Linked DNA regions of Mus musculus: all the other regions are linked to region 6. Evidence: chromatin contacts called from public HiCAR-type, HiChIP or PLAC-seq, capture Hi-C and promoter capture Hi-C data. All regions are on one chromosome and are shown on one strand. The core of a region is the stretch at or near the end of the contact, and the rest is flanking DNA. Distances in the headings are between cores, read along the strand shown.

Region 1 (2,700 bases), core at 114-2,613, 2.7 Mb after region 6:
GTTTAAGGCCAGCCAGGATGGCCAGGGCAACTCAGAGAAATCCCATCTTAGAAAAAAAGCAAAAACAAACAAAGAAACAAAAAGCCACTGAACTATAGAATCTATGTTCTTCATAAAACTGCACATAGAACATTTGTCCCATCCAAAAAACAACAACAATAAAGAAGGATGAAACAAACAAGATAAAAATTTCAAAATAGTAGGTGGATGGCATTACTCACAGTGGATGGGGTTCTTTCATATCAAACATTAATCAAGAAATTCCCCAAAGATATGCTCACAAACTATTCTGATGGAGCCAGTTCCTCAATGGAGTGTCCTTCTCCCCAAGAGAGTCTTTTGTATCAAGTGGACAAAAACTAACCAGCACAGTACTTAAATTTGAAAATTAATACATTTCAAAGTAGTAGATCAAAGAGGAAAATCCTAAAAGTAATTATAAACTATTATCAGCTGAGTCAAAAGTGAAGCACACTACATCAAAAACAGTGGAACCGCAGCTAAAGCAAAGCTCTGAAGGCAACTCAGCTCTAAAGGCATTATGTTTAAAAGGTAGGAACCTCCTCGATTTTTTTTTTTTTTTTTTTTTTTTGTTTTTTGTTTTTTTCGAGACAGGGTTTCTTTGTGTAGCTCTGGCTGTCCTGGAACTCACTATGTAGACCAGGCTGGCCTGGAACTCAGAAATCTGCCTGTCTCTGCCTCCCGAGTGTTGGGATTAAAGGCGTGCGCCACCACGCCCGGGTCTTCCTCGATGTTTTAATCTTTACTAAACAACTAGGAAAAGAAAAGTGAAACAGATGAGTAGTAAGAAGCAAAATAAAAATAAAAAATAAAGTCAGCGAAGTAGGGAAAAAAATTAGCACAGCCGAAATACAGCCTTTGAAAGATTTCTAAGTGTTGACACACCTTAGTTTAACTTCAGTCAAAGCAAAAGAAATCTATAAATTACCACTATCAAGAATGTCTAAACATACACTCCCGTCTCGATTTTAGTAGCAAATAAATGCATATAATGCACAGATTATGATTACAAAACTATATATTTAACATATGGACTATAGTAATAGAAGTAGCTCCCAGCCTTCATGAACTTTTAGAGAAAAGTTAGTGAAATAAATGTATATTATGTATATAGTAATAAGAGAGGACTATTTAGGTTGGAAGGGATGCACCTCCCGCGGAAATGACGCTGGTCCTGGCTTTCTGCTGGATCCACTGCAATGGCTGGCAACGCTCTGGGAGTTGAGACACAGGTGGCCATCAATGCCCTACCCCGCCCCGCCCCGCCCCACCCTCGCTTGCCCCACCCCCTGTCCTTCTGCGCAGGCGTAAGGAAGGCGTCCCGGGGCTCGAGAGGCGGGGCGTGGCCGGCGGCTGGGCGTGGCCGGCGCGGGCTGGTGGACTGGTGAGGTGGCGTCGGTGGGAGCAGTCCCCCGCGGTTTGGCGTGATGCTGGGGTCCCAGTCCGGAGCCCGGCGGCTCTGAGCGCCGGAGCCGCCCCGGGACATCATGGCGGAGGCCTGCGAGCCCACCCGCCCCTCGGAGGACGAGGACGAGGAGCGGGAGCCGCTGCTGCCTCGCGTTGCCTGGGCCCAGCCGCGGAGGGTCGCGCCCGGGAGCGCCGTGAGAATGCAGGCGGACGAGGGCGCGGATGTCCTCCGCGAGCCCGCTACCGACGAGCCGCCGGCGGTGTCCGGGGAAGGGTCGATCTCCGCGAGCTTGTCCACCGAGCTGGATCGGACCCGCACTACGAGCTCAGGTGCGACCCATGCGCGCGCGCAACCCGCCCTTCCCTGCCTCAGTTTCCTCTCACCTTTCCCTCTGTGGCAGGAGAACGGGGACCACTAAAATCTCACTCTGTAGGCTTCCCCAAAGAGTCAGTCCAAGTGGGAACCCAACACTGAGGGAAACTTCATCCAGGACTGTGACGTAAGTTGTTTGTTCAAGTTTGGACTTAAGTTCTGAATTAAGAACGCACAACGATCCAGAAAGTTCTCGTCGGAGTCATGAGTTTACAGGGCGGATGATAAGCCGAGAGATAATAGGAAGGGATGACCATTTGCCGCTGGGACAAGTTTCAAAACTTTCTATTAAATGTTGCTATTGTGACGTTAGCCAGAGGGGGCGGAGGCGGGCGAACTCCTGCCGCCAGCTCTCTGCAAAGTATATTTGCGCGCTTAAAAAGAAAAACACCTTTTCATTATCTCCTGGGCTGATTTTAAGTGGACCTTTGAAAGAGAGGCTAACTAACAATGTTTAAACTAAAAATTAAGGCATGCTATTGCAGGCCTGGGTGTCTGTGTGGTGAGTTTGGACCGGTGGAGTGGAGTGTGGCTGAAATGGAGTAGATTTGTATGAGATCCATCTGGAGTCTAGACTGGCTTTTTTTTTTTTTTTTTTTTTCCCTTTTTCTCCTACTTGATGATGATAGGATGGATCCAAAGAAGTATCATATGCACTATTCCACGAGCATCATTCCATATGACTCCTTGTGGAAAAGCCACAGGGAAGGTAGTTGTTATTAATACTGCATTTCTTAGAAGTTAAGTTTATTTGACCTACCAGTGTGCTAATGTGACTTGAAATGATTTGAACAGGGCAAGTCAAGAGTTCTAACAACTTTTATTCAAACACAAATCCTCTAAATAAGAGACCTAAAGGAAGTCGTCTCTGAAACACATTAACTACATAGGGGTCTGCC
Region 2 (2,700 bases), core at 20-2,519, 2.6 Mb after region 6:
TCCCTCTTTCCTAAGTGGATGGCCCTGAACAACTAATTAACCTCTCTGTGTCTCTCTTCTCCGTCTTTAAAGCGATGGTAGCACTGATTCTCCTGCATCTCTAGGATTGCAAGGAGGACTCTGCGCCAATCTGTATAACACAGGGCTCAGAACCGTGACTAAGCCCTGCTGCTTGCCGCACCCTTCAGTGCCATGGAGGAGGAGTATAGGAGGGGCTCAGACTTCATGTTGACCCTCTTCCCTGTGTGAAATGGCCACAGGTCTCCTCCCACCAGGGACCCTGGCCCTTCTCAGGCCCCCACTCCATCTTAATGATAAGCTAGTGGCCACTTGCTTGGAGGCTGTGGGATCTGTTCAGAGTGTCACTGTCACCAGGCCCTTGACAGGGTGCAGCAGCTGCAGAGGGTACAGAGAGAGGTGGCAGGCTCTGTGTTCCTGAGCAAATCACTCAGCCTCCGTGTGCACAGCACCACGTCTATAAAACCGTAACAGCACATCTCTCAAGGACATCTCATTTCCAAACTGCAGGACTTTTCCCTATGGAAATCATGATCTCTGAGTCAAGGTGGCCGCCCCCAGTCTTCTGGCCAGGTGTCTGACTTCCCCAGGGCTCAAGGAGAGCACTCTGGCCTCTCAGGTCTGCCTCCTGTTGTGTCCTGCCCACCTCAGGCCGCACGCACGCCCCCTCTCTGCAGTCTCCCTCCAGGTTGCACTAACGTGCAAAGAAGGGGCTGTGGTTAAAACCCGGACATTCCCCCGAGGATCAGGGTGGCAAGGCCCAGTGCCTTCTTGCAACAGCCCTGCTTCCCAGGGAGAGAGGCCTTTTCCGAGGCGACAACTTTGAGCATGGCGCAGCTGCTCCTGGCGTGCCAAAGCCGGGGCGCGCAGACGCGCGGCGGGTGGCAGTCATTAACCGGCTGTCAGGTTCCTCGGCTGATGCAGCTAAAAATAGCGCGCTATAGATAGCAGCCTCCCCCGCGACTGCAGCCCGCACCCCATCCCCAGATCCGCGCCGCCCGGCACCCCGAGGAGACCGCGCCACCAAGCTCAGCTATTTATAGAACCCACACCTCAGCACTTTCCACCCACCATACAACCATTTCAGCTGCTCCGATGAGAAAAGAGCAGCCTGGGCCGCCACTTACTCCGGTGTGCAATCACATCTAGGGCCAGGGAGTCCTGATGTTATAGGAAACCTCCAGGCAGACTCAGATTAAAGATCAATGGCCACATAAAACGTAAGCAGTCAGTTTCGCGGCGAACAAGTCCTGGTAATACAGAGTTGTTTCAGTGAATAAACTCGGAGAGCTGTGTAGCCCCACCCCCCATGTTGATTAGCCCCCTGGCGAAACCCTGAATGCTTGAAGTAAGGGGCAGGCAGGGAAGGGGGGAGTGGGGCTGGAGACAGACACGGGGTGGGGTGCAGGGGGGGGGGGAGAGAAAGGAGAGGAAGAGGAAGGGGAGAAGAGAAGAATTAGGAATGAGAAGAAGCCATAAAGAAATAGAGATGGGAAGAGATAAAAAAAAAAAAAAATAGAAGGACAAAGAGGATGGGGATAAGGACAGGGAAAGAAGACTGGGAGGTGGCAGAGCAGTTAAGTGCACCTGCTGCTCTCCCAGAGGACCTGAGTTCGATTCCCAGCACCCACATGGTGGTTCACAACTAACCATAACTGAAAGCCCAGGGAATCTGACACCCTCTTCTGACATCCTCAGATACGGTGGTACACAGGCACAGGCACAGGCACACATACTGACGAAACATTATGCACATAATTTTTTTAAAGAGAGAGAAAGGGATAGATGGAGAGAGGTAAAGAATAGAGAGATGAGGAAAGATGGAGATATATTATGCAGAGAGAGGAAGAGAGATAGATGGGAAAAAAAGAAACATTAAGATTGCAAACATGTCAGAGTGTTCCCTAGCCCTTCTCCTAATGCCCTCAACCGAATTTTTTCTTCCCACCTGATCACTTTACTGATTCATCAAGACAAGTATAAATCATATTTCCAAATTTTGGTGAGCCCAGCAGCTAGATAGGCACTGACATCTGTCAAGGAAGAGGGCACTGGGCCTTGCCACCCTGATCCTCAGGGGAATGTCTGGACCCTAACATGGCCCCTTCTTTGCATGCTAGTGCGGCTGACTTGGAGTCAGTTCCTACCTGCCACCCCCAGCTTTGGGAATCTAGAACAGGTGCCTCAGCCTTCAAAAGTCTGGTTTCCTGGGCAGAGCGTCCTGCCCATCTTACAGCACTGGGGTGAGGCCATAGAAGGCATAGAAGGCCTGCAGGCCAACCACTGCTCAAGGCCACAAGCTCTGAGAATGAAAGACCAATGTGGATGTTGTGGACATCACCCCTGGCAAACAGTCTTCAAGATGCATGGCACACCCCCATGTTTTCCCCCATTCTGTTGTGTCCCCCGTGATCCATTTCTGTGAATCCCAGTGGCCCAAAACAAGACCCCTGGGAAGAAGTTTTGAGGACCTGGGCAGAACCTGGGTGGTGAATGGAGACATCTCTCAGCCAAATCTTTGAAGTCTCAAAACCCTTGGTTGAATCTGGACCTGTAGACATGGGTACTTGGTCAGGGAGTAGCTAGGTAATGCTCTCCCAGAACATCTGGATCCAGCATTGGCTCACATGTCTCAGAAGTCACCTCCTGGTCCTGCCCAGGAAACTAGGCATGAATTCTTGT
Region 3 (2,869 bases), core at 211-2,710, 2.6 Mb after region 6:
TTTACATAAAAATTTCATGGAACTGTTACCATCCAGAAGAACATAATATTTGGGGTCACCTGTCACTTATATGTATCTCTAGAATAACTCTTATTCCTTTTGAAATGAACTGTTTTTTTTTTTTAAAGACTTGTTTATTTTATGTATATGAGTACACTGTAGTTGTCCTCAGACACACCAGAAGAAGGCATCAGATCCCCTTACAGATGGTTGTGAGCCATCATGTGGTTGCTGGGAATTGAACTCAGGACCTCTGGAAGAACAGTCAGTGCTCTTAACCACCGAGCCAGCTCCTCAGCCGTAACTATGCTTTTTTAAATTTTGCTTTGTTTTGCTTCATTAAGTTTTTATAACAGATGTACTAGTTTAAATATTGTCAGAACACAGCACCAGTGATGTTGACCAGTCTGCTGGATGAAAGAGGAAACCACCATATATCAGAACTACTGTCTTGAAAGCTCCAAGTCTCTCAGTTCCATCTCTCAGTTCCGTTTGATTTCTGTACCCATTACCCATTTCATGAGGGAAGGGATTATTTCTGAGTGGAAACTTTATAATTTAGTAGGAATACCACCACCATTATTTTAAGTTCCTTCCACTCCCATTCCCAGAATGAATGAATAAGTAAATAATTTCATAAGTAGTTTAAGAACCATACCTGTAATGTCGTCGAGCAACCAAAGCAGAGGCCACTCTCCCTTCCCTTTCTCCCACACCACAATTACCCAAGAAATTGTTGCTATCCATGACTGCAAGCTCATGCAGAAAGAGTTCGAGGGTACTTTCATCCCAGCCATCCTCTGGACACTTGCCCTTAAAAAAAAAAAGTAATGGCATTTATATTCAGGTAAATTATCGGCCCCTAAAACTCCACATCAATGTACTTGAATTCCTTTTAATGTGTTTTAATGACCCTTGATTCCTCACATCAGAAATAAACTCAGCAGCTATGAAGGAACGTTTGCCAATTGGCCAAACGTTCGTTTTCTATTTGACTACAAACTATAGAGGTTGCGGACTTATGTAATATGGCCACTGAAGTTTGCGAGGGCTCAGTGGAGTTAGGGAAACTGAAAAGGTGACGTCCTCGGGTGAGTTTTCAAACTAGGGGCTGGCAGACCCTGGGGGCACTACGGTTCAGGACTCCCGTCAAGAGGTGAGGCCAGAGAGGTGCGGCGGGCAGCTGCCCGCGGGCGCAGGTCTACCGGCCGCATGCGATCTATCCCCGAATGGCCCCGGCGGACCAAGCCCTTGGACTTTGACAGCTCCGCACACACCAAGGCGCCGCGCTGCCCCGCCCCTCTCGGCACACGCCGAGCCCGAGCGCCGAGTACCTGCTCTAGAAGCAGCCGGATGAGGTGCTCGTGGGCGCGCCGAGCCTCGCAGCCCTGCCTCACGTAAGCCGGAGACACCCGCCGCTCGCCCGCCGCGAAGCTCTCCGGGTTCATGACGGCGCCCACTGAACACACACCGAGGCCCAGGATGCAACGCGCTGCCCGGACGGTACGGGGCGGCCGTGGACCCAAAACACCCTAAGACGCCGCCTTCGACTTCCGCGCATGCGCAGAGCCGTCTTGGTGGCCCTCCACTCCCATTCCCCAACACCACAAGCACTTGGGAAGAAGTTGGAAACCTTGAGTATATATGAGAGAGTTGGCAAGATTAACGGGTTTCCGGCCAGAAGAAAGGGGAGTTGGATTGGGCTAGGTAAGCCCTCTTGTAATCAAGAACACTAGTACTTCAAGAGAGGGCAGAGAAGGCAGAAGAGTCATTGTGTGGGCTTCTCAGGAAATGACAATTTATGATCTGTTCCAGTCATATTGTTTGAGTCTTCCCCAGACTGTGTCAGATTCCAGAACCTTACATCATACATACCTTGATATATTTCAGCAATTCCTACTGCCTGACAACCTTAGGAAAGGATAGAGCCCTGCTCTCGCGGCAAATTTATCTCATGATAGTTACTCTTTTCATTTTAAATTATGCAATAATCTGCAATAACTCAACCCACCATCATATTATGGGAAGAGGAACCTTATGCATATCTTACCTGAGATCTAGAGTTTTCTCTACTAAGTTTAGATCTACAGAATTCCTTTAAGAACTTTGTACTAACATTTGTCCATGAATAGTGTATCTTTAGAACATAGTAGTAGTCTACCAAATGTAGGAATTCCCCACTGGTAGAACATATATGTACTTACATGTCAGCAAGCAAGCACACATGGCCTGCAAATTCTATATGACTTTGAAATGTTTGAGGGAAGAAGAGTTCCTCACCTTTTTTGGGCACCACAACAAAAATGGACAAGAAGCTACGGGACTCTGTAATGCACTATTTCATAGAATCGTAGCCATATAAAAATAAAGGCTCATGGGGAAAGAGGGGAGATGTGGGAAACAATGAAAATGTTCTGAGAGATCACTGCCAAGCCAGCTTTCTTACCCATTAAAATCCCTGAGCATACAAAGGTCACAATCCTGCAGCTATTCAAAGGCACCATTGTACACTACCGGTGCCTAGCCCCTGCCTTTGAAAAGAAAGGATGTGGTAAATGGTTGGACCTTTTGCTCGGCTAATCTCTGAGCCTCCCGGGACATTTGCTTAGGGGCTACCAGATATCTTCAAAAGGATATCACATGTCTCTATGGAGCCACTCATTGCAACATAGACAAGCTGGTTAGTCTCCCAAGTCAACATTAGCTGTGAAGCTTGACAAAGATCACTGAGGTTAACTGAGGATCATTGTAACCTGCCTACAACATAGTCTAGGAAAAGTCTACAAAAGTGGGCTGAACCATGACCTCAATGGCCATTTCACCATTTTTAGATTGATTTTTAAAATGTATTTTAGATAGTGTATGTCCA
Region 4 (2,700 bases), core at 73-2,572, 2.8 Mb after region 6:
GAAATGGAGCTGAATCTTACGTTCTAGGAAATAAAAGATTAAGGGATTGGGGGTAAGATCCCATCCAGCTAAGTTTAGATTCAGGCATGGTGGTATACACCTTTAATTCCAGCATTACAGGCGGCAGAGCCATGCAGATCTCTGAGTTCAGAGGTTCAGTCGGACATCATCAAGGTGGGAACATGGCAGCATCCAGGCAGGCATGGTGCAGGAGAAGCTGAGAGCTCTACTACTTCATATCAAGTCTGCTAGCAGCATACTGACTTCAAGGCAGCTAGGATGAGGTCTTAAAGCTCACACCCACAGTGACACACCTACTCCAACAAGGCCACACCTCCAAATGGTGCCACCCCCTGGGCAAAGCATATTCAAACCATGACAGAGGGAAACAGTTTTGATAAACAGTACTACTGATGATAAAATGTAGACTTACTTTGCTCTCCCTTCTTGCAGAGTGGTCTTTATACTTAAAACCCAGAGCAGTTGTGATCAACAGATTGACAATTGAGGTTGCCTGGGCAGTGTCTGTCCACATTTTCTCACAAAATTGAATGCTTAGATAGCCACAGAATAAATCCTGTTTCCTCTTAACTGTGGTGAGTTTGCTACAAGTCAAGAAATCATTTAAATAAGGCGAAAGAAAACACACTATTTGTCCCTGTTAGGGAGGGTGCAAGCACTTTAACAGTATATGTCTGTAGATAGGAATCATTCAGTGTTTTGTTTTCTTTTTAAATGGTGATTTCCGTCCAATGTTAACCCTCTTTTAATTTGCTAAAATGCTGCCTGATAGAGAGGTTTGTTGTTTTAAATTCTACAATGCATCCAGGGCTGAAAACGACTGTGTGCCAAAGGAGGTCCAGTGTGTGAGTCCGGAGTTTTGATTAGAGCCTAAACCTAGAACAAAAGGGATTGTGTACACAGCAGCGAATTTCTGAGCAAACGGAAAAGGCCTGGAAGGGTTCCCACACGTCCGCGTATACAGGGTTAAGGATTCCTTTGGTACTTGCTGTGCAGCGGGCAGCCCAGAGTAGGGGACCTCCGAGACACCAGAGCTCGCTCCGCCCTAGCCACGCCCAGCTACGGCCTAGCTCCGCTCCCTTCTAGCCCCGCCCTCACCCGCTGTAGCCTAGGCTAACTTTGCCCTAAGCACTCGCTCGCCCCGCCCACACGGCTCCGCCCTACATCAAGCCCCGCCCTGCGCTCTCCCCGCCCCACCGGCGCGCGGCTGCTGTGCCACTCACTTCCTCTCGCGAAGACGTCCCGGCGTCGGCGCCGGAAGCTTTCTCCGAGCGCGGAGGGCGGAGTGAGAGGGCGGGGAAGGCCGCTGGCTAGGAGTAGGCCGAGTCTGCGACTCTGGCAGGTACCGCTGCTGGCAGGGCTTTGTGCCAGAGCTTTGTGGCCGGGTGCTCCGGCGGCCTTCTCGCGCACGTCGTTGCAGGGCCGCACCCATGCTGCGCTTTCCGACCTGTTTCCCATCCTTTCGGGTGGTGGGAGAGAAGCAGCTGCCACAGGAGATTATTTTCTTGGCCTGGTCCCCCAAGCGAGACCTCATTGCTTTGGCCAACACTACAGGCGAGGTAAGTGAGCTGGTGAGAGAGGTCGCCTGGGCTGGGACCCTCGAGCCTCAGTTTCCCCTTTGGCAGACGTGGCGAATCGCACATCTCTCCTGCCCCTACATCTCAGCATGGCTGTTAACTTTAAGAGACTGTGTAAAATACTGTGCCTTCCAGACAGGATGTGTATTCCATTTCCTGTATGGCCCAGAAGAACAAATTCCCTCCAAGTTCTGCACACCCAGGACTCCAGGAATTGATTTGGCCAGGGATGCACCATCAGACCCCGCCCAAAGTTGGTTTCAGATTAGTAGAGAATGAAGATGAACTGTCAAGTCCAACTGGAAGTGTGTGTGTGTGTGCAGTTGCTACAGAGGATGCTTGGTTCCGAGGTTTTACATCTTTGTTACATCTAGCTATTTAGAAGATCTTTAAGTTGAAAGGCTGATGCCTCACAGAATTGCAGACAGAATGCGTGTGGACGTTGTCAGTTAGCATTTCTGACATTAGGAACGTGAACATGCGATATCAAGTACAACTAGATACCCATCTTTCTGTGGAGGATGACTATTACCTGACAGCCATCTTGAAAGGGTCCCATCATCCATGCCACTTAGCACCCTCACCTATGTAAAACTAGGTGGTAAGGAAGGCCTAGCACCCAGAAATGCTTAGTGTGCCAGATTGCATTATCGTGTTGTGTGGCACGGCTCTGTCTCTAAGATCCATGGCTGGTGACATAGCTAAGGCGTGGGCTAAGAGTGCAGTCATTATTGTTGTTATTTTACTATGTCACCTACATATTCATGTTGTTTGTGTTACTTCTTTTGTCTATTGTCTTGGATAGGCTTTTTAACCTTTTCAAAAAGGTAAGTTTAAAAGATACAAAAGGGGCTGGAGACATGGCTCAGCTATCAAGAGCACTTGCTGTTCTTATAAATGACCTAGGTTTGGTTCATAGCACCCACATGGTCACAACTGTCGGTAGCTTCAGTTCCAGGGAGAACTGATGGCCTCTTCTGGCCTCCTGGGGCACTGACTGCACAAATGTGGTACAAATACATACATGTAGGTGTACCTTAAAAAAAAAAAAAGAAAGAAAATATGTAGAGTACAGGACTAAGTTGGGCCTTCTGAGTTCACC
Region 5 (2,700 bases), core at 36-2,535, 2.7 Mb after region 6:
ATCTAAGGTGTGGGATTTTTCTCACCAAAGTTTTTCCTCAGAAAAGAGAAGACTGTATCATTTTTGAAGGCTGCTTTATTATCATAATTATATACCTCCTCATGTACCTTATTCAGATCAGAGTGTGTGCATGTGCATGTGTGTATACACGCATGTACGCGTGTTACAATTTGCAATTTCATTGACAGATGTGTGTATGAATGAGCCTTGACTACTACTACCACTGTTTGGAATTAGATAGACTGATCTCTCCCACTTGGTTATTTTCTTTTAAAATTATTTTAGCCATTTCTTTGCCTTTCCCTATAAAATTCAGAATAATACTTTGTATATCTGGCTGAGATTTTGCTAGAAACTGCACTCAACCTGTCTGCACTTAACCTGGTAGGAGGTGGCATCTTTACTGTGTTCCGTTTCCCGTGTAATGAACAGACCACGCTTCCACATTTATTTAGATCTTTCTTGATTTTTTTTTCAACCACATTTTCTAGTTTTCTGCTCATGAGACCTGTGTACGTTAAACAAATACATGCTTCTTTTGCTTGGAAATTCTAAGTGGTATTCTAAATTTTATGTTTAGACAATCACTGCCAGGGTATGTTAGTCTCATATCCTGAAACTTACCAAACTCAAGTTAACCTAGAAGTTATTTAAAAAGTGTACATTCTTTGATATTTTTTATGTAGACAACTGCCACTGGCAAATGGCGACATTCTTTTCCTGAGGTACAAACGAGAACGAGAATTCAATAATTACGTGTAAGAGCAAGTGTTAGATGAGCTCCAGGCATGGTGAGGCATGTGTTTGTAACCCCAGCATTTGGGAGGTAGAGGCAAAAGATTAGGAGTTCCAGGCTACACTCTGCTACTGGGGAGTTAGAGGCTAGCCTGGACTACATGAAACCCTGTCAGAGAACAGAACAGAACAGAACAGAACCAAACCAAAAGACTAGACAGTTCTTTGGCATTGTTAAACGCAATAGAGCTGCTGTGCTGTGTGGTTCAGCCATTGTTTACCTCTTTGTTGCTCTTTTGGATCTATAATCTAATCAGATCTTTGTTCTAAAGATTCATCTCTTCTCCTGGTTATAGGTGCTCTCTTGGCATAGGCCTTCCAGCTTCACCCCAGAACCCCCACGGGTGTGTGTGTGGGTGGGTGGGTGGGTGGGTGGGTGGGTGTCCTGCTTAGTTTCTCACTCTGGGTCTGACGGCGGCATGGCTCCTCCAGGACGCGTGGGGCGCTGTGGGTTCCGCGTGCCGCGGCGGCGCTCTTTCTCCGCCTCCTTGGTTGGGACAGAGGCTTTCGGGACTTCGGCAGAAAGATGGCGGCGCCCATGGACTGTCTTGAGTCCCTGGAGGGTGATGGCGACGCGGGGCGTAGGGCGTCCGGGGTAGAGGTGGCGCTTCCCTCGAACCCCACGGCTCCTGCCCCGCTGTGCCCGCACGGTGGGTCGGCGTCTGCGCTCAGCCTTGCCGGCGGCGCCAATGGCGAGGCTTGGGCTAGGTGCTCTGCGGGTTTTTCGGATTTGTGTCTGGAAGAGAAGGCTTTTTCCCACCCCCTCTTCCTTACCTTGTGTGATGCGTGAATAACACCCGGTTTCAGAAAGTGTTTGTCACTCTATTTAGTAAACCCCCAGAGAGGTCCTGGCTGCTGGAGCTTTGTCTCCAGAGCTGTTAGCATCTCTGCTTTGGGGGACAGGTTAGGGAGAAAGCCGAACGTAGAATGCACGGGGCTGAAGGCTTCTTGCTGACAAGTTCTTAGCGGAATTTAATTTGTTGAATTGATGGGGTTTTATTGTTTTGAAGTTAGAATAAACAACAAAACCCTGGAAGCCTAATTAAGTTTACTTCTTGCGGCTTTCCAACTGTAAAGCTCAGGGTTTCACTGAAAATGGTAACGGCAAACCTTGCAGTTCTCCGGGCTTTCCCCCTTGTTTTATTCGCGTTTGTTCTTTTAAGCATACTTTCGTCATGGACCCCAGCTGTTGACTATTGTAATGTAAACAGAAAGCATTTTCTTTTTGAAGAGAGCAGTTTTAAAAATTATTTCTAATATTCAAATGCATCAGTGTTGCAATGGAAGAAAATAAGATTTATCAAAGAGGATAGTACATTGAATTATAAATTATGTATAATGCCTAAATAAGTTTTATTTAAGGCAGAGAAACTTGGTGTAGACTACTGCTTGATACTTATTTTTTCTTCCTATTCTGGAACTAGGGCCTACTCTTCTCTTTGTAAAAGTGAACCAAGGGAAGGAAGAAACACGAAAGTTTTATGCCTGCTCAGCCTGTAGAGATAGAAAAGACTGTAACTTTTTTCAGTGGGAAGATGAAAAGGTACAGTAACATTTTGGCTAGTTTTACGGAGAATGAACCAGTAAACATGAAGTTTAAGCATTATATAAAAGGATTTCTTTATTTTAGTGCATTTGGTATTTTTAAAGATTTTTTTTTTCCTTTTTTTTTTTTTTTTTTTTTTTTTTTTTTTTTTTTTGAGACATTGTTTCTCAGTGTAGCCCTGGCTGTCCTGGAACTGATTCTGTAGACCAGGCTGGCCTGCCTTTGCCCCCTGAGTCCTGGAATTATAAATGTGTGCCATCACTGCCCAGCTTAATGATTAATTATGTGTATATGTGTGTGCACCTATTTATTGGTATGCACACATGAGTGCAAGTACCCATGGATATCAGAAGAGATCC
Region 6 (2,700 bases), core at 184-2,683:
TTTTCCTTTATGTATGCATAGTGGCAGCCTTGATTCTTTTTTAAGAAACCTACCAAAACAACATAGGGAAGCAAGACGCCCAGGGACTCAGATTTCAGCCTGCCAAAATACCCGCTACAAACACTGTGACTCAAACTTTTCCAGACCAATTCATCTTTCACAGAAAACTGAATCTAAAGTCACTGGGCCAACCGCTCTGTCCAGCTGGCACAAAGAACCACGTTTCCAGGACTGAACCCTGGATCCTATAGCACAGTTGAGTTACCAAACTTTTCCTTCCAGGTGGAAACCCACACTGAAAACCCGAAGTCCTTCCAACCTCTGGAGGGCTCACTCAACACACACTGTTTTCAATCCCGAAGTTCCTGGCTTTCCCGAGAGCTCTCCGACTTCAGTATGGGGCTGAAATGGACTTGGACAACTTTTATCTTACATTTCTCCGAAATTAGTAACTCTAAAAGTTGTTCTGAAAGAGCACTAAAAGTAAGGCAGAAAGCGACGAGAGCTTCGTAGAGGTTTGGAGACCACACAGAGCCACCCTAAACTGTGGCGTCCTGCAAACTGGATCTACCTCAGGTGCAACTTCATTTCCACAGTTAGGATGAAGACTTCGGAGCACACAGGGTGTTCCCCAGAAGCCCCGAGCCAGGATGAATGAGCTTGGACTGCACCGACTGAGTGTTTATTAGCATCTTCACGTGGTATTCGGCGGCCGGAGCACAGCAAAAGCAGGGATGGCATGGGACGCTCCCGGGAACCCCGAAAACTTTTCTTTGCAAAACTAGCAGAGGGGGAACAGAGGCGGTTGCGAAGGCGATGGGCCACCCTGGTCCCACACTAAGCCACAGGGCTTCTCCAGCACCACCCCCAGCCCGCCGCCGCGCGCACACAAAGGAGCGTGTATACCCGGGAGACCCCCGCGCCCATTCCGCGCACCCGGGAGCGAGGGAAGCCCAGGAAAGGGCAGCGGGGCGTCGTGGGTTACTCACAGGGTGACCGTGCGGTTGGGCAGCGTGTCCGGGGGCAGAACCTGCGCGAGCTCCAGGCTGCTGCACACCACCTTCCCCTCGGCGGCGGCGGCCGCTCGGCCGGTACCCCGGGCCCGACCGTCGTGCTTGCAGCCCGCGGGCAGCGCCGCGGCCCCGCGCTCTCCTCCCCACAGCAGAGCGAGCAGCGCCAGCGGCAGCAGCAGCAGCGGCGGCGGCGGCTCCATGCCGCTGACCGGGCCTGCGGGGCCGAGAGACGGCACCGGCCTAGCGGGCGGCGGCGGGGCGGGGCGGCCCTGGCGGTGGCCCGAGCCTCCCGGCGGCCCGAGGATCGGTCCCGCTTCGCGACGACATGCTCCTTTGTCCGCGGCCGCGCTCGCCCTCCGCGGAGCCGCGGGGTCAGGGCCGCCGGGTCCCAGCTCGCCGCTCGGCCCGCGGGAGCGCCGCCTCCTCCCGCCGGCTCCTCCCCGCGCGACCGCTCCTCCCACCCCAGCCCCGCGCGCTCTCAGGCCCGCAGCCGACCCGACCTCGACCCGGGCACGCCCCCAGGTCCTGGCCGGAACTCCGCTGCTCCTGGACCCAGCGGAAGAAAGTTCTAGACTAGTCTAACTCCAGCAGCCCTGCGGCTCTGCTCCACGTTTCCTGGCGCCGCCGCCTGGCAGACAAAGCCGCCCTGCACGCCCCTAAGAGCCCTGGCTGGAGGGGGTGAAGTTCCTTTCTCCAACCTGACGAGGGGAAAGAGCCTGAAACCAATCTTTCCAAAGAAAGGCCATGGTAGAAAGTTTCATTATCCGCCAGAGCCAGAAACAGGTTTCTTCCCAATAAACTGAACTCGGAAGCTGCCCCTGGCCTGAAGCAGCTGTGGGCAGGCTGAGGATGCATGGGGACCATTCAACCGAAATTTCTGAGTCCACAGGTAGATCAGATGTTAACCAGTTGGAGCAACAGTGACGAAGCAGCCAAGAAACCCAAGCTGAATTTTATTATTCATGCCAAAGACCGCAGACCCCACCCTAACATTTGCAAGACCAGGGTTCTCCTACCCTATGTTTAAGTTTATAGAGACTATACAAGCCAACAAAATGAGTTTTATTCTCCTTTGAGAAACAGACTTCCTTAACATCCAGGAAGGAGCAACTTGGTATACAGAAACCTCGCGTACTTTGGAGTTCAACCCTGTAACTTAGCAGGTAAGGAGCACGTGATCACAGCCCGTGGACACAGCCAGTGGCCTGTCCATCCCCTGCTGGCCTTGCTTCCTATACTGGTTCCACTCAGCAACAGGTGGGGCGTGGCACCTGTGTACACACCTGTGCCCAATCAGCCTATCCGTCCCTCCCAACACAGCCACCCTTAGGCTGTCACAGAGACAGGAGTGGTTATTCCAGCTGCTTGATCTTACATCGAGAGAACTGGAAGAGAAGCAGGGTCCATGGCAGGCATTTTTTAACTTGGATCTAAAAAGACCTCCGAAAAAAAATTTCCAAGATCATGTCCCAGATATATGTATTTGGCGTTCTCCATAGTAAATAAGCTACCAAGACACTTAGATAAGTGCGAATTGTGCATCACTTGATACTTCTTGAGATTTAACTATCTAATATCTAAACACAGTGGTGCATATAGCATCTACTAATACATCAATGAGGAGAGAATTATTCTGGCTCTGGAAGTTGGCATGTGACAAGGAAAAGAGGGATCCAGACCTATAGTA
Region 7 (2,822 bases), core at 241-2,740, 2.4 Mb after region 6:
TTCTTGTTTATTGTTTATTGTTTATTTGTTTATTTGTTTGGAGGGAGAGCTTTGAACCCGCTATGCAGCAGAGGATGGCTTTGGTTGGACTCCTGATCCTCCTGCCTCTACCTCTACCAAGAGCTGGGACCACAGGCGTGCATCCCCATGGCCAGGTAGTGTGCTTGATTTGGAATGACCATTCTCAACACAGATCTACCTGAACAAGAATACCGTACCTTCTAAGTCAGCACCCACTCCTGGACTTCCATGGAGAACCCACCCCCACCTTCATCATCTTTTACTGCTATAGATGATTCTGGATGGGCCCAGAGATGAGATTCCCAGTGGATATATTCCTTGACACAAAGCCTGATAGAGAAGATAACCTGACAGAGAAGATAGAGCTGGGCCGTGGGCCGAGACATAACCCCTTCCAGTGCTAGACCAATGTTTGAAGGAACTAAACTAAGTGGCTCTAAGTGGTGGAGTTCATTGCTCTACACACACTGGGTGTTAAGTGGCTAGATAATGGAGGAGCCGTCCATACAGGTGAGGGAGGTGAATTGGTAGCTTGCTAGGGGAAGGAAGACATCAGGATCCCTCTCACCTGGAGAAGCTAGCTGCCTGACCCGAGCCAACCAACTGGGTGGATCAGAGAGAAGGCAGCCTAAGAGTCTGAAAGCTTCCTTCTGGCCCATTCACAGGGGAGGGCGTGGAGTTGTCTATATCCACAGGTCACATCACCTCTGTACCTGTCTCATTTTCCTTTGAGAAATGAATGGTTTCACTACCTCACAGCACATAGTAGGTGCGGGAAACAGGAGCTCAGAGAGTGGAGTAAGTGAACGCATGAACCAACCATTGCAAGGATGCCAAACTCTTTCACTTAAACCGCTGCTCCAAGTCATTGCACCTGCCCAGTTGTTACCCAAGGGCCCGGATGGTCCCTCAGGCGTCACCTTTTCAGCATCGGGAATCATCCAATCGCTTGCCTCCATAACAGTGGTGACTAGGCAGGCAGGTGGGGCTTGGCTCTTTCCCCTCCCGGATCCCAGGGCTTCTCAGTCTCTCCAATCCTAGGCCAAACGCTGGCGAGCGAAAGGCCCCTCCCCAAAGCCTGGCACCAGATGGTGCGGGCGACCGCGGCTCCCCCGCAGGCCCGAACGTGAGGGGTGGACCGTGCACCTGCAGGTCCTGCCGCGGCCACCTGCTACCCGGGCTCACAGGGCTTGGGGACCTGCTGCAGCGGCTCAGGAGGCCGATCCGGAGCCCCGGCCTCACCTCGCTCACCAGCCCCTGCCAGTCGCTCTCGGTCCGATCGCCGTCCATGTCCCCTCCTGCGTGCGCGGGCGGGCTGCACAACCGCCTCCCTTCTCCTCCTCCTGCTCCTGTCGCCGCCGCCGCCGCCGCCACCCCGGCCCCGCGCAGCCCGGAGAGGGCCAGGAACCTCCGAGCCTCCGCGCCGCCGCCTCCCGCGGCTGCCCGCGCCGCTGCCTCCACGTCAGCCTCCGCGGAGGAAGGGGAGGAGGAGCCGGGCCCCAACCACTGCCCTACAGTGGCTCGGGGCCGGTGCCAGCCGCGGCACCCCGGGGACCCCAGGCCACCAGCTGTGTCTCCTAGGGAAGGAAGGGACTCTGCATGTGAACCATCACATAACCCCAGACTCCAGCATTCCCAGGCCTGTGGTGAGGGAGGGAGGCTGGCGAACAGGTGGGTGTCATCCCCAGGTCGAGAAGCCAAACTCCTCCATCCAGCCATCCCCTGCCAGGTCAGGCCTCTACCATTGAAACTGAAGCTCCACCAAGGAAGGGCCCTTCTTTCCCCTGAGTACACATTGGAGCAACCTTGGCACGCAGTAGATGCTCTACATCTTTTGGTCGAGCGTATGAATGAAGCTCACCATACTGTACATACATTATACTGATTTTTAAAGCGACCAACATTTCTTTTTAAGTATCTGATGTCGTACTAGAACGCAAGTACAAAGTTTGAAAATAAAACTCTAAATTCTGAATAGGGCCAAAAAGCTTGGTGGTGGGATTTAGCATGAGTTAAGAGAGGAGCCAGCTGAAGATTGTGCTATTCAGGGCTCTGTGTAGAAGAGGAGGTGGAAAGGCTGCAAAGAGATGTCAGAGATGGTGGGTGACTTCGAGGAAACAGTTTGCAAGCACAACAGGGCTCATATGGACTCTCAAAACACACACAAGCCCAAGTCAGACACAAAAATGAGAAGAGACATGGCCGCAAAGTCTCACCCCTAACCAAGAAGCGACTTGCAACTGATAGCTTCTGGGAGAGGGAAAATCCGTTTTCTTAACAGAGTGATATTTCAAACACACGGCAAGGCAGGCCCCGTGTTCAGTCCTAGTCAGCCAACACAATAGAACGTCACGGATTTTTTTAAATGCTTTTGTTTGTTTTGGTTTTTATGAGAGAGAAAAAATAAGAAGTTGGGGGTGAAGAGAAGGGGCCTAGGAGGTCTTGAAGAAGAGGAAAGAATATAAGAATATTTAAAATATATTGTATAAAATTTTCAAAAAAAAAAACTTTCTAAAGATAATTCCATGAAACTTTCATGGGAAAGGAAGACTAGAGACCTCCAGAGGGAACCTCAGATGAATGCTATGTGATCCCCGCCCCCACATAGTTGCCAACAGAAAGCTTTCCATACTTGGGGAAACTCAGCTTGTATAAAGGAGTAGGTGGCCTGAGAAGTTGGTAAGTCCATTTGGCAGCTGTAGAAACCTCACGGCCACCATGGATTTACATTGTCAGTTCCTGCTGAGAGCGGGTCAGTTCTGTGACATGGAAGCTGGGTGCTGAAAAGTGGAGAAGCGGCC

The links. Promoter capture Hi-C pulls out the DNA fragments that hold promoters and counts their contacts. HiCAR-type assays count read pairs that join an accessible place to other places. HiChIP or PLAC-seq counts read pairs in DNA pulled down with a chosen protein or histone mark. Capture Hi-C pulls out chosen DNA fragments and counts their contacts.
Region 1: a contact with region 6 is called in a promoter capture Hi-C map of hippocampal neurons, with 4 times the contacts expected there. The contact joins the promoter of Pi4k2b here to the promoter of Adgra3 in region 6. A contact is called at or near these places in 4 of 39 promoter capture datasets (the 3T3-L1 cell line, hippocampal neurons, liver and 1 more) and 2 of 115 datasets of contacts at active chromatin or transcription factors (astrocytes and embryonic stem cells).
Region 2: an H3K4me3 HiChIP or PLAC-seq map of embryonic forebrain shows a contact between it and region 6, with 7 times the contacts expected there. The contact joins the promoter of 8030423F21Rik here to the promoter of Adgra3 in region 6. A contact is called at or near these places in 2 of 39 promoter capture datasets (hippocampal neurons and liver) and 1 of 115 datasets of contacts at active chromatin or transcription factors (embryonic forebrain).
Region 3: a contact with region 6 is called in an H3K27ac HiChIP or PLAC-seq map of embryonic stem cells, with 6 times the contacts expected there. The contact joins the promoter of Sepsecs here to the promoter of Adgra3 in region 6. A contact is called at or near these places in 3 of 39 promoter capture datasets (the 3T3-L1 cell line, hippocampal neurons and liver), 2 of 115 datasets of contacts at active chromatin or transcription factors (astrocytes and embryonic stem cells) and 1 of 9 other capture datasets (adipose tissue).
Region 4: a contact with region 6 is called in a HiCAR-type map of astrocytes, with 7 times the contacts expected there. The contact joins the promoter of Anapc4 here to the promoter of Adgra3 in region 6. A contact is called at or near these places in 3 of 39 promoter capture datasets (the 3T3-L1 cell line, 3T3-L1-derived adipocytes and liver) and 1 of 115 datasets of contacts at active chromatin or transcription factors (astrocytes).
Region 5: an H3K4me3 HiChIP or PLAC-seq map of embryonic forebrain shows a contact between it and region 6, with 7 times the contacts expected there. The contact joins the promoter of Zcchc4 here to the promoter of Adgra3 in region 6. A contact is called at or near these places in 2 of 39 promoter capture datasets (the 3T3-L1 cell line and frontonasal cranial neural crest) and 1 of 115 datasets of contacts at active chromatin or transcription factors (embryonic forebrain).
Region 7: a contact with region 6 is called in a capture Hi-C map of embryonic stem cells, with 4 times the contacts expected there. The contact joins the promoter of Ccdc149 here to the promoter of Adgra3 in region 6. A contact is called at or near these places in 1 of 115 datasets of contacts at active chromatin or transcription factors (astrocytes) and 1 of 9 other capture datasets (embryonic stem cells).

What each region holds. Positions count from the first base shown.
Region 1 is chr5:52,740,211-52,742,910 of GRCm38.p6, forward strand. It overlaps Pi4k2b (phosphatidylinositol 4-kinase type 2 beta), which reads left to right and starts at 1,364. Exons shown (of 10, transcript NM_025951.3): 1 at 1,364-1,758. The coding sequence starts at 1,509.
Region 2 is chr5:52,617,742-52,620,441 of GRCm38.p6, forward strand. 8030423F21Rik (RIKEN cDNA 8030423F21 gene) reads right to left here and starts at 1,270. Exons shown (of 3, transcript NR_045738.1): 1 at 1,146-1,270.
Region 3 is chr5:52,668,241-52,671,109 of GRCm38.p6, forward strand. It overlaps Sepsecs (Sep (O-phosphoserine) tRNA:Sec (selenocysteine) tRNA synthase), which reads right to left and starts at 1,461. Exons shown (of 11, transcript NM_172490.4): 1 at 1,335-1,461; 2 at 659-813. The coding sequence starts at 1,448.
Region 4 is chr5:52,832,813-52,835,512 of GRCm38.p6, forward strand. Anapc4 (anaphase promoting complex subunit 4) reads left to right here and starts at 1,323. Exons shown (of 28, transcript NM_024213.2): 1 at 1,323-1,580. The coding sequence starts at 1,452.
Region 5 is chr5:52,781,770-52,784,469 of GRCm38.p6, forward strand. Zcchc4 (zinc finger, CCHC domain containing 4) reads left to right here and starts at 1,286. Exons shown (of 13, transcript NM_001308144.1): 1 at 1,286-1,445; 2 at 2,220-2,338. The coding sequence starts at 1,322.
Region 6 is chr5:50,057,563-50,060,262 of GRCm38.p6, forward strand. Adgra3 (adhesion G protein-coupled receptor A3) reads right to left here and starts at 1,434. Exons shown (of 19, transcript NM_133911.1): 1 at 990-1,434. The coding sequence starts at 1,213. It overlaps LOC115490186 (a long non-coding RNA gene), which reads right to left and starts at 981. Exons shown (of 2, transcript XR_003955916.1): 1 at 572-981.
Region 7 is chr5:52,470,088-52,472,909 of GRCm38.p6, forward strand. Ccdc149 (coiled-coil domain containing 149) reads right to left here and starts at 1,491. Exons shown (of 13, transcript NM_001379231.1): 1 at 1,264-1,491. The coding sequence starts at 1,311.